Regions from separate parts of the Mus musculus genome. Here all the other regions are linked to region 1. Evidence: chromatin contacts called from public ChIA-PET and HiChIP or PLAC-seq data. All regions are on one chromosome and are shown on one strand. The core of a region is the stretch at or near the end of the contact, and the rest is flanking DNA. Distances in the headings are between cores, read along the strand shown. Region 1 holds the start of Chmp3 (charged multivesicular body protein 3). Region 2 has its middle 14 kb from the start of Gm1070. Region 3 overlaps Reep1 (receptor accessory protein 1). Region 4 holds the start of Cd8a (CD8 antigen, alpha chain).

Evidence for each region. ChIA-PET counts read pairs in DNA pulled down with a chosen protein or histone mark. HiChIP or PLAC-seq counts read pairs in DNA pulled down with a chosen protein or histone mark.
Region 2: a contact with region 1 is called in an RNA polymerase II ChIA-PET map of memory CD8 T cells, with 46 read pairs. The contact joins the enhancer-like site here to the promoter of Chmp3 in region 1. A contact is called at or near these places in 3 of 39 promoter capture datasets (cranial neural crest, liver and neural stem cells), 3 of 484 Hi-C or Micro-C datasets (embryonic stem cells and liver), 6 of 115 datasets of contacts at active chromatin or transcription factors (embryonic stem cells, extraembryonic endoderm stem cells and memory CD8 T cells) and 1 of 9 other capture datasets (adipose tissue).
Region 3: an H3K27ac HiChIP or PLAC-seq map of embryonic stem cells shows a contact between it and region 1, with 7 read pairs. The contact joins the enhancer-like site here to the promoter of Chmp3 in region 1. A contact is called at or near these places in 2 of 484 Hi-C or Micro-C datasets (embryonic stem cells and nephron progenitors), 10 of 115 datasets of contacts at active chromatin or transcription factors (the SCID.adh cell line, T-cell acute lymphoblastic leukemia, embryonic limb bud and 3 more) and 1 of 9 other capture datasets (liver).
Region 4: a contact with region 1 is called in an RNA polymerase II ChIA-PET map of effector CD8 T cells, with 9 read pairs. The contact joins the promoter of Cd8a here to the promoter of Chmp3 in region 1.

What each region holds. Positions count from the first base shown.
Region 1 is chr6:71,542,507-71,545,235 of GRCm38.p6, reverse strand. Chmp3 (charged multivesicular body protein 3) reads right to left here and starts at 1,384. Exons shown (of 6, transcript NM_025783.4): 1 at 1,203-1,384. The coding sequence starts at 1,247.
Region 2 is chr6:71,306,403-71,309,131 of GRCm38.p6, reverse strand. No RefSeq gene overlaps it. Among named protein-coding and RNA genes, the nearest start is that of Gm1070, 14 kb to the right of the region's middle. Within about 2 kb of position 1,356, at least 20 of the 459 cell types and tissues checked have an H3K27ac peak or open chromatin away from gene starts, as enhancers often do. A contact at or near this core is called in memory CD8 T cells, where this site is marked.
Region 3 is chr6:71,768,964-71,771,692 of GRCm38.p6, reverse strand. All of the region lies in intron 3 of Reep1 (receptor accessory protein 1), which reads right to left. Among named protein-coding and RNA genes, the nearest start is that of Mrpl35, 53 kb to the left of the region's middle. Within about 2 kb of position 1,417, at least 10 of the 459 cell types and tissues checked have an H3K27ac peak or open chromatin away from gene starts, as enhancers often do. A contact at or near this core is called in the SCID.adh cell line, T-cell acute lymphoblastic leukemia and embryonic stem cells, where this site is marked.
Region 4 is chr6:71,372,119-71,374,847 of GRCm38.p6, reverse strand. Cd8a (CD8 antigen, alpha chain) reads right to left here and starts at 1,421. Exons shown (of 5, transcript NM_001081110.2): 1 at 851-1,421; 2 at 241-345; 3 at 1-89. The coding sequence starts at 1,295.

The sequences.
Region 1 (2,729 bases), core at 135-2,634:
AAAAAAAAAAAAAAAAAAGAACACGCACCGGAAAATGGCAACGTTAATTAGACTGGCTTGACAGCTACACTTCCATAAGTGAACTAAAGGTTTAGAAGGACAAGTTTGAGTGCTGTAGAAACAGTGCTTCTCAAAGGTCAAGGCACATTCTAACCACTCGGGATAGTCATAATTTAAATCTGATTTAGTAGGTCTGGAATGGGACCCCACAAGTGCTATGTGCTGGGAGCTGGTACTGTTGGTGCGACTACTGGTGGTCAGTAATAAGGCTGGGTGTGTAAAGAATGCACCTTCACGCTGGGCGGTGGTGGCGCATGCCTTTAATCCCAGCACTTGGGAGGCAGAGGCAGGCGGATTTCTGAGTTCGAGGCCAGCCTGGTCTACAAAGAGAGTTCCAGGACAGCCAGGTCTACACAGAGAAACCCTGTCTCGAAAAAAACAAAAACAAAACAAAAAAAAGAATGCACCTTCACTACCACTACTAGCTCAAACTTCACATCCTTCAATGGTCAATTACTGCGGTAGCACTCTTCCTACTTGACATAGGAGAAGTCTCGGACAAGTTTTTCGAGATCAGAGAGCCGAGACGTCTAAAAGTAGGACTCAAACTTAGGCGGCTGATACTTGGTTTCTAAAATAACTCAATTGATAGGCAGATCTAAGGATTCAGAGTAGGATCCGAACTGTTTTCGGTAGCATCCTTATGGGTAGGGCCTGAGAGAACTGAGCTTCTAGAATAAACACAAGTCGGGCTTCCCTGCACACAGAGGAGAGCGAGAAAAGGACCTGCCTGGCAGGTGCCTGGACTTTTTGGGGGCTCCGACCCGGTTCACCGCACACAACCTTCCGGTCTAGGGCAAGTCCTCCGGGTGGTCTGCAGGCCGGCGCGGGGGCGGGGCTTGCGCAGGAGAAAGGTTCCGGGCGGCCCGTACCACCGCGCGCAGGGGAGAGAGTGCTTCCTCGGGGCCCGGCGGCGTGGCGCCTCCAGCGCCTGGGGGCGAGGCCGAGGTGCTCCTAACCAGGCCCTACACACCCGGGTCGGACGCCGAGCGGCCAAGGCGCGCTTCTCCTCACATCCCAATCCTAAACTCTTCCCTCGGCCCCTCGGCAGAGTGGAAGGCCCCGGAAATAGGGGCCAGCCTGAGAGCGCAGCTGGCTGTTCCCACCTCCGCTGCGGAGCTTCCCCGGTCGCTGGCCCTTACCAGCTCTTTGGGAGGCTTCTCCTGGGTTTTTCCAAAGAGTCCCATGATGAACTGAACTCCTCTTACCCCTTCCGACTTTCCGTTCCCTGCGCCCAGGCAGGTCACGGGCAGCCGCCTGGGCGGGGCTGGGAGGAAGGGAATCAGACGCCCAGAGAAGGGCGCGGCGGCAGCAGGGCTAGTACGCACGCGCGCGGCGCAGGCGCAGAGTTAAGTTGGGTGGGGTTCTACAGTGTGGATGACACCATTGCTCATAAGGGAGCTTAAGTGAAGTATAGAAGTAACTCTTAAGATATTTATTGCCTACACCCAAAACCTGTCAGCTAGCCCAGAAATATATATCTCAACGCTGTCACGCATATTTACAACCACTTCCCAGATATTTGTGGATGGGTTTCTCTTTGGGTCCGTAGTCACCTCACAGACTGCAAATCTACACACCTACTCGAAAACTTGACATCGCCTTCTTTCCCCTTTGTAGGAAGTCTTAAAAGTTCTAGCAGTGATCTTATGCTGAAGCTGGAGAAGAAGGGATTGATTCAACAGATTATAACATTTGTTTCGCTTGTAAGATTAAGGTTAAACAGACCTGCACGAGTCAGCTGAAACTAACTTTTAAAGAAGAGATAACAAAAGACTTGCATTCTGCACACATTAAAGAAATGGATTCATAGACAAGGAACTGTGCAAGGAAACTTGGGCCCCTGGAAGAACAGGAAGCCACTTCTACAGCCTCATCTTACCTTTAAAAAACAAACACCGGGGAAATCTTTTTTAAAAAAAACCCTATTTTCTTTACTGAAACTTTAATGATAAACATAAATATTCTCTAATGGAACAGAGGCAACCTGGGTCCATTGTCTATTCCCTCTGGGAAGGAACCAGTTAGTATATCTTACAGTTAAGTCTGCATATGTTCTGGCTTTCATATCATAGCTTTCTATAAATTGTAATATGGCCACTGGCTGGGTGGAGAGGAAATCAGACTCCTAATTTTCTTTATTATTTTTAAAATGTTATTGTTGGAGAATTTCATTCATGAATGTGATATGTTGTCCACATCCATTCCTCTGACTCTTCCCTTGGCCTTTACTGATTTTTGTTTCCTAATCTCTTTTAAAACACAAAGGAACTAAACTGGCATACTTATGGCACCTGCCATCCACTTTGCCCATTTTAATTCACACTTTCACCCGGGTGGGCACCAGGTACGAACATGAAGCGTTCTGTGCCTGGCTGTGCTGCGTCTTCAGGTGGATGCTGAATTCCTTCTGAGCTTTGGCCTTCCTTGTGTTTTGTCAATGGTCCATTGGTTTATTCTGAACTGGTTGGATACCCTGTTATTTTGTTCTCATGCAGAGGGAGGGTTTGTTTACTTTTGTTTGTTTTCAGAGTATTTGTTTATTTGCTACCAAGCCAGCCCTTTCCTCCTACCACTCCAACAACTAATTCTCCTTGCTTTTAGCAAACTTGCCTCTTTTAATTTAGAAAGTCTGATCATAAAGACACTATAGATAAGAGGTATTCTCA
Region 2 (2,729 bases), core at 107-2,606, 240 kb after region 1:
ACCTTCGATCCCAACATTCAGGAGGTTGAGACAGGGATTTTTACAAGTTTCAAGCCAGTCTGAGCTACATGGTGGGACCCGTTTCAGAAGAAAGAAGAGAGGGAGGGAGGTGGGAGGGAGGGAGGGAGAGAGAAAGAGAGAGAGAGAGAGAGAGAGAGAGAGAGAGAGAGAGAGATCTGACAAGATAGCTCAGTGGGTAGAGATGCTTGCTACTAAACTGGATTGCCTGAATCTAATCCCTGGAACCTATAAGCTAGAAGTTGTCTTCTGACCTCCACATGTGCCACATACAAACTCACACAAATAAACAGATAATGCAATAAAAATAAATAAATAAATAAATAAATAAGAGAGAAAGGAAATATTCAAATAAGATCCTCTCTCTCTCTCTCTCTCTCTCTCTGTGTGTGGTGTGTGTGTGTGTGTGTGTGTGTGTGTGTGTGTGTGTGTGTTTTAAGGGTCTTTGCCTGTTGAATATCTCGTCCACCCCCTTTCAGTCACATTGAAGCATTCTAACAATCTTGGCCAGGGCTGGATCCTAGTTGAATAGTAGAGCAAGCATATGGAAGAATACACACAGTGTGAGCAGTGCTCTCAGAGTTAAGAAGAAGGTGTTAGTTCCCGTGGAACTGGACTTGCAGACAGTTTTGAGTCACCATGTGGGTTCTAGGAAACAGACCCAGAGTCCTGGGCTGAAGCAGTAAAGAGCACCGACTGCTTCTGAGTTCAAATCCCAGCAACCACATGGTGGCTCACAACCATCCATAATGAGATCTGATGCCTTCTTCTGGAGGGTCTGAAGACAGCTACAGTGTACTTACATGTAATAAGAGAGAAATACATCTTTAAAAAAGAAAAGAGAACAGACCCAGAGTCCTCTGCAAGATGAGCCAGTGCTCTTGGCTGCTGAGCCACCTCTCCATTCTTATTCACCAAACATTTTTTGCATTTATTGTGTACATATTCCAGCACAAATCTGTCCCCTGGATGTGTTTTACATAAACTCTACCATCCAGTTTGATCTTTCCTTCTCCACACATGTGCAGGACAAGAGGGAAGGAGATATCTGTGTTGCAGGTGGTAGTGTAGAAAATGTATCTATCTGAGTTACATCATCTCCATTTATCTCCCTTTCCACACCAATGCCATCCATCTCTAGCAACATAATTTCTATCTATATAGCAAAACATCCACAGTAATAATACATATGTAATGTGTGTATGAGGTTATTTCTCACAGTTCGAAATACTCTGAGCGGTTGATCTAAAATCAACTCATGTTCTGAAAGACTTTGTGCTGTGCTATATGCCTTCATCTCTGCTTTGCCGTCGGTCTTAGCTCTTTGCTCTAACCTAGCAAGGAGAGAGGATGTTAGCCGCTAACCACCATCCACACCCTTGTTTGAGCAGCAGCTGTATCGTGCCCTGTGCCTGTTTGTGAGACAGAAACCTGCACCTGCTCTGGACATTGGCTCACTGTGTAGCATTCTGTGTTCTACCCCATGCGTGGCAGCACGTGTGGTTATGGGGCACGTGTTCTGCTATTCCAGGCCCCATACATTCCAGGCAGTGCCATTCCTGTCTACAGGGAGTATACAGTCTTTGTGGGATAGACAAATAATAAAAAGGCACTAAGAAAAATTGGACAATTTGTACAGCGTTACAATAATTTGAAGGTTTTAGTGGAGTACTGGGGAGGTGGCTCAGTCTTTAAAACACTTGCCTCATGCATGTGTGGACCAGAGTTCAGATCCTCTGACTGTGTATAATGCCTAGTGGGTGTGACTGTTCACCTTCAATGCCAGAATAGTCATGGAGACATGGGATCTGATCTCATTGGAGAGTAATCTGGCTAGCAAGACTAGCTACATCAGTGAGCTCTGGGTTTGATTGAGACTCCCTGTCTCAATGAATAATGTGAATGAATAATCCAAGATGACTCCTGATATTAGCCTCAGACTTCCACATGCATATGCCTCAATCTGTGCCCAAACACATGGATGTGTGTGCAGACACACACACATGTATACACACAAACATACATACATACATACACACATACATACACACACACAATGGGAAAAGAAAAATAATAAATTAAGATTCGTTTTTCCTTTGAGACCATCTCATGCATCCTAGGCTGTCCTTCAACTGACTACATGTCTGCGGGTGACTTTGAACTCATGATCCTCCTGCCTGTTCCTCCCAAGTGCTGGGATTACAGACATGCATCACTATGCCTGCACTAGTCTAAAGATCTTAGCTGGTTTCTTTTCTATTCTAGAATAGGGCAAGAGTACAGTTCATAAAACAGAATCAGTCTTCCTAAGAGCTGAGCTAAGGAGACCAGCTTTCTAGACAGAGAAGGACCAAAGCAATCAGAAACAAAAGCAAGTCTGGACCAGGCTGTTTCAAAGGCTCTACCTTCTAAGGTGGGGACAGAACAATGGAAAATTAGCTGATTGGTAAATATTTGATCATTTCAGTTTTTCAAATGATTAAGTGATGCAAGAATCATCATTACCATGAATGAATAACCCACCAAAAGGATCTGACAGTTACCTCTCATTTCTTTGGCTTCTCTCTCTCTCTCTCTCTCTCTCTCTCTCTCTCTCTCTCTCTCTCTCGGTTTATTTATTTATTTAATGCATATGAGTACACTGTAGTTGTCTTCAGACACACCACAAGAGGGCATCGAATTCTATAACAAGTGGTTGTGAGCCACCATGT
Region 3 (2,729 bases), core at 168-2,667, 230 kb before region 1:
ACAGCATCTCGAGGCTTTGTTGACTCTGGAGGAAGTGTCCTCGCCAGGGTAAGCCACTTCCTAGATCTAGCCAAGAAAGAGCTCCCAGTACTAGCACAGGCTCCTTCTGAACTTTCTTACTTTTTTTTTCTAATATTTTACTTTTAAATTGTGTGTATGTGTATCTATGTGTAGGTTTATGCATGTGAGTGCAGTGACTCTGGAGGCCACAAGAGGGCGTCAGATCCCTCTGAAGTTATAGTTACAGGAGATTGTGAGCCACCTAACATGAGTGTTGGGAACCTAATTCTAGTCCTCTGCGAGAGGAGCAAGCACTCTTAACTGCTGAGCCTTCTCTCTAGCACCCTCCCGACCCTGGAAATGAGAAAGGGCTGGTGAGTAAGGAAAAGGTCTATGCTCAAAGACCTTTAGCTTTTACATGCAGGTCAATAGTCTAGAGCCTGCAGGATCTCACACTCTCAGCCACTGTGCATATGCTTGCATTTCCCCATACCAGGACCAGATAGCCAGAGATGCTCCTATCTCTCAGAACCACTTACAATAGCGAACCCAAATCCTTCTCACGGAACCATGCTGACAGCAAGCCTCTGCCTCCAGAACCATCCTGGTACCTCCCCTAGTGGCCTTGTGTGGTGCTGCACTTCCTATTACTAGGGATCTTTGATGTGGACAAACATCTCCCTCCTGCCAGCCATTTTCAGGTCCTCAAGTCTGACCACACCTACTTAAAACAAACCCCAGACATCCTTACTTAAAATAAGATGCGGTGGGTAAAAGGGTCTCTTACGCTAGTCTGAGGGACCAAAAAGTAAGTCTTTCCCAGGCATCCTTCCCAGATGAAAGAAGCTAAAAATGAAAGCAACCCCTAGCGAGTCATTTCAGAGCCCTTCCAAACTCATACAGCTCCCTCTCCTCAGACAGCGGCCCACCTCACCAAAGCCCCTCTGCTTTCTGGCTTTAGCAGGCTCTTCCTGAATATTCACCAGTAACTGGGGTGAGGGTGGGGTTCTTCCCCGGCAAAGTCGGTTCATCTTTCACAGCTACAAAAGACCAGGGCTGAAAGAGGGGAGGCGTGATCGATGCTCCCCACCCCCAGAGTGGGACACAGCGCTCATTAAGAATGGAGGAACTTTTGTTTTGAAGACAAATTATTAGCCAGTCCAAGGGGAAAGCTACTGAATCCAGCAAGTTCACATACCAGCCTAAGAAACACAGACAGTCCCAAGGACAGCCATCAATCACACTAGAGCTCTCCTAGTTATTGTGTAAAAGAAATTTTTAAAAAGTAGGTCATGCATGCGCATAGTTAAGAAATGCTAAAGAATCCGAGAGCATACAGAGCTTCCCTCCCACCCAGGCCCTCTAGACTCTCTTCTTAATCTTTATTGGGCTAGGCCTATTCAATCAGGTGGGTACCTGTGATTCCCTTAACTGCCTGTTGGTGGCATTCTCTGTTCTCTATACCCCCGACACCTTGCTTTCCCTAATCTGCCCAGAATCAACAGTATACATTGGGGACCATCTCATACCAGAACATGGAAAGCTCCCGTCTCTTTCATAGCTTCCTATACATGTGTAAGCATCTCCCGGGGAAAGAGATTGATGACAAGCATCCATCATAAGCCAAGCTTCCAGCAAACCTCCCTGTATGTGCTTCTCTCTGTATGCACACCAGTGAGGCTATGGTCCGGGTACTCAGGAGTGGATGATCTGTATGCACTTTGTAGATAGCAGGAAACCGTCATTTAGATCTGAGTAACCACATTCTCACTGCACAGCCAACTAAGAGCCTCTGTCCCAGGCTACAGCATTAGCATTTAGGAAATACATATGTCTATTTGACCTTCCCAGGGGCCCCTCTGGACTGCCCAGCCTACCTTGATTCCCTGAACCATTTGCTATATAGATCACTTGTTTTTTTTTAGAATCTTTTTAGCATAATCCATCCACCCACACTGATGCAGCTTTTAAAAGCTTCAGCAAGAAGTCTGAAAAGATGTCCCTTGCTCCCCAGAGGACCGGAGTTTGGCTCCCAGCACCATGCTGGGAGACTCACAAATGCTTACACCTCCATCTCTGGAGAATCTGACACTCCTTCTTCACATATGCCTATAACGAGTGCAGACACATTCGTATACTCTCTCACACGCAAATACACTCCTAATACCTTTAAAAAGCAACAATAAAAAGTTTCCTGTTTCTGGACCTTTTGGTTCATTCCTTGGGCCTTCACTAGGCAGACCAACAGAGCATAGTACAGTGAAGATTCAGGTGGCAGTGTTTGGTGTGGCCAGTAGGTCTGCCTTTTGAGCACTGTCCCCAACCTGATACCAAGTAGCTCTAGACTGTATAGGAGGCCACTATTAGGCAGTCATGTCTATCCTGGTGATGGAGCCTGGTTTGTCTCTTTTTCTTTTTTGCCTCTCTCCCTCTCTTCTTTCCTTCCTTCTATCTTCTTTCCTTCCTCCCTCCCTCCCTCCCTCCCTCCCTCCCTCCCTCCCTCCCTCCATCCCTCCCTTGACACAGGCCTCATTACGTAGATTAGACTGGCTTTAAACTCATAGAGCTCTGCCTTCCTCGGCCTTCTGAGGATTGGGATTAAAGGCTGTGGGGTTGGAGACTGCTTTGATGATACCCAGGCATAGGGTGATCAATGGTTTGTAGAAGAGCTCAGATAAGAGGAGGGATAAGAGGAGGATGTACTTCCAGGCTTCAGCCCTTAAGCCCTC
Region 4 (2,729 bases), core at 172-2,671, 170 kb after region 1:
GATCAAGGACAGCAGAAGGGCCACGCAGATTCCGGCCAAGGGTGCCCAGATGTAAATATCACAGGCGAAGTCCAATCCGGTCCCCTTCACTGACAAGATCCGAATGAATGGAATTTAGAAACCCTCTGGGACAGCCCCCAACCCTGCCCCCAGCACGTCTCCCGGTCCAGGTCTCCCTCCAAGATCAGGATTTTCCACCCCAGGCTATCTGCTTATCTCAATCGCTTGAGAGCACCTAACCTGAGCCACGGGGCCGACAATCTTCTGGTCTCTGGGGCTGAGATGTCCCGGTAGGGTGCACAGGTGAGGGAGTTCGCAGCACTGGCTTGGTAGTAGTAGAGTTCACTGCAAAAGCAATAGGGTGCCTGCGGGTCAAGCTGGAATTGTGGATGCACCAGCCCCTTTCCACTTAGCCTTTACCCAAGAAGGAGCCGTTTCCTAGCTTTTAACTAGAGGAAGAAGGAACCCCTGGATACGTGCTGGGCTACTCCGCTGCTCGCACACGCGGAGCCAAGTGTGATTTGGGGCCAATGTGCCTAGATCAGATCCAGCAGCTAAGCGACTGCGGCCCTCCACCAACCCAAAGCTGGAGTCAATACCAAAATTCTATCCTGGAGCCAACAGGGGCAGGATCACACGTGCATCCAGACTCCAGCCCAGATCCAGGGCGTTTAAAAATCACTTCCAATCCCACCCAGCACCTCAGCCTCAACTTTTTGGTCTGTAAAATGGGGACAGTATAGAAATCACCTCCAAGAGGCCCCAAGAGATTTAAGAAGAGGGAATCTGCGTGAAACTTGTTCAGATGTGACCCCTAAAACCCAGGAGACGGGAACCTCCACTTCCAAACCTTTCTGAAGGACTGGCACGACAGAACTGAAGTACATCACCGAGTTGCTGATGACTGAGCAGAAATAGTAGCCTTCGTTTTCCTTGCTGAACTTGTTCAGGGTGAGAACGTACTTATTATTCGTGTCCCTCATGGCAGAAAACAGTTTCGACGAATTCAGCTTCTCGTCCCACGTTATCTTGTTGTGGGATGAAGCCATATAGACAACGAAGGTGGGCTGGGGGAGTTTGGAGCTGGAGTTCTGGAAGAGCCAAGAGCATCCTTGCGAAACGGACCCCAACACTTCACATACCAGGTCCACCTTCTGACCAAGTTCGGCGTCCATTTTCTTTGGAAAGATTCGGAGTTCGGGTGCCTGTGGCTTAGCTTCTCCACTCCCCAGGATAATCGACTCACCCAGCAGCAGCAGGTTCAGCGACAGAAAGCGGGTCAACGGTGAGGCCATGGTGTGCTCTCCACCAGCAAGCAGCTTAGGTCAAGCTAGGGCTCTAGGGGAGGGGCCCAGGAACAGGGCGGAGGAGGTGCGGTGGGGGAGGCGTGTAGGGTCGGGGAAACTGCTCCTTTAGCCAGCTGCAGACAGAGCTGATTTCCTATGTGAGGATATGATGTCACCCAAAGTCCCCACCAAAGAGTGTCAACCACCTTTTAGGGGCCTGGGAACTCAGAGTGAGAATGCACCCTTGCAGAGCAAGTGGGAGGAATTGAAAACTGAGATTTGGGGAAGAGAAAACACTTGGAAGGGACCCTTAGGAATTGTTCTTCTGCAAGAGTGGCTGAAAGAAGAAGGATAAAGATTAAATCTTAATAAAAAAAATATGAGAGTGACAGGACATGAAGGGAGAGGAGTGCCCACTCTCCCTTTTCTTTTTCTTGTAGATAGGTTCTTGGGTTCCCCAAGCTTGCTTCAGACTCACTTCATGGCAAAGGTTGGCCTTGAATTCTAGACCCTCCTGCCCTTCCACTTCTTTTGCTGGCAGTAGTGTCTTTTTGTGTTTTTGCTTCTTGTCTGGAGGTTGAGTGGAAAGAAAATGTACAGAGATTCCAGCAGAGCAGACCAGACACTAACCAGAAGGGACTTGCACCTCCCATCAAGGGGACTTGCAAGGGGGCAGTTCAATGGGAGCCTTGAGTGGCACTCTTAGCTGCTGACAATATCCTTCCCTGGCCTCCCACCCAGGGAGCAAAGCTCACCTCCCAGTCTCATCCCTTCTTAGAACCATGGCAACAGCCTCCACACCAAATGCTCGCCAACTGGATGATCCAGCTACACACTTTGACCCTCATTCTTATCCAGGGGATCTGACAGCATCACCCCATGGCCTGCACAGCTAGAGGAAAACACCTCTCTGACTTGGTTGGGGACTAGCCCTTGGATAGGTGCTGGCTCCACCCAAGCCACCATCCCTGGCTTTGCCATGTGCCCGCCTGCAGCCACTGCCTCATAGACAGACACTTCCCTGGTTACTTATTTCTACGTTTCTAAGGTCTTGCTGCTCTCTGCCTGGCAAATGCTGGGCCCCTGCCATCTGACTTGGGCCTTTGACTTTCTCTGTTGCTTGTATGCATGTGTGTGTCCTGGGTGAATCTTGGGTGCAGGCATTTACTCTTCTCTGTCCCTGGCACACATAGACTTCATTCTTTCTTGCCCACTGCAGTCCTGAAAGCTGCCAGTCTCAGGGATGTGCTTTCTTCTTGCTTGTATGTGGCTTGTACTTAGTGGGGTTTTCCACTTGGAACCCCATACAGGGTGTGCCTCCCACGTTACTGCTTCATTCTAGTTGGAGACAGGTTGCCTGGCAGTCTCTACCCCACATCTGAGTTCTGCCCAGTGGCACGCTGTTTACCATAACCGCCACAGTGCTGGGTATGGCCACCATGT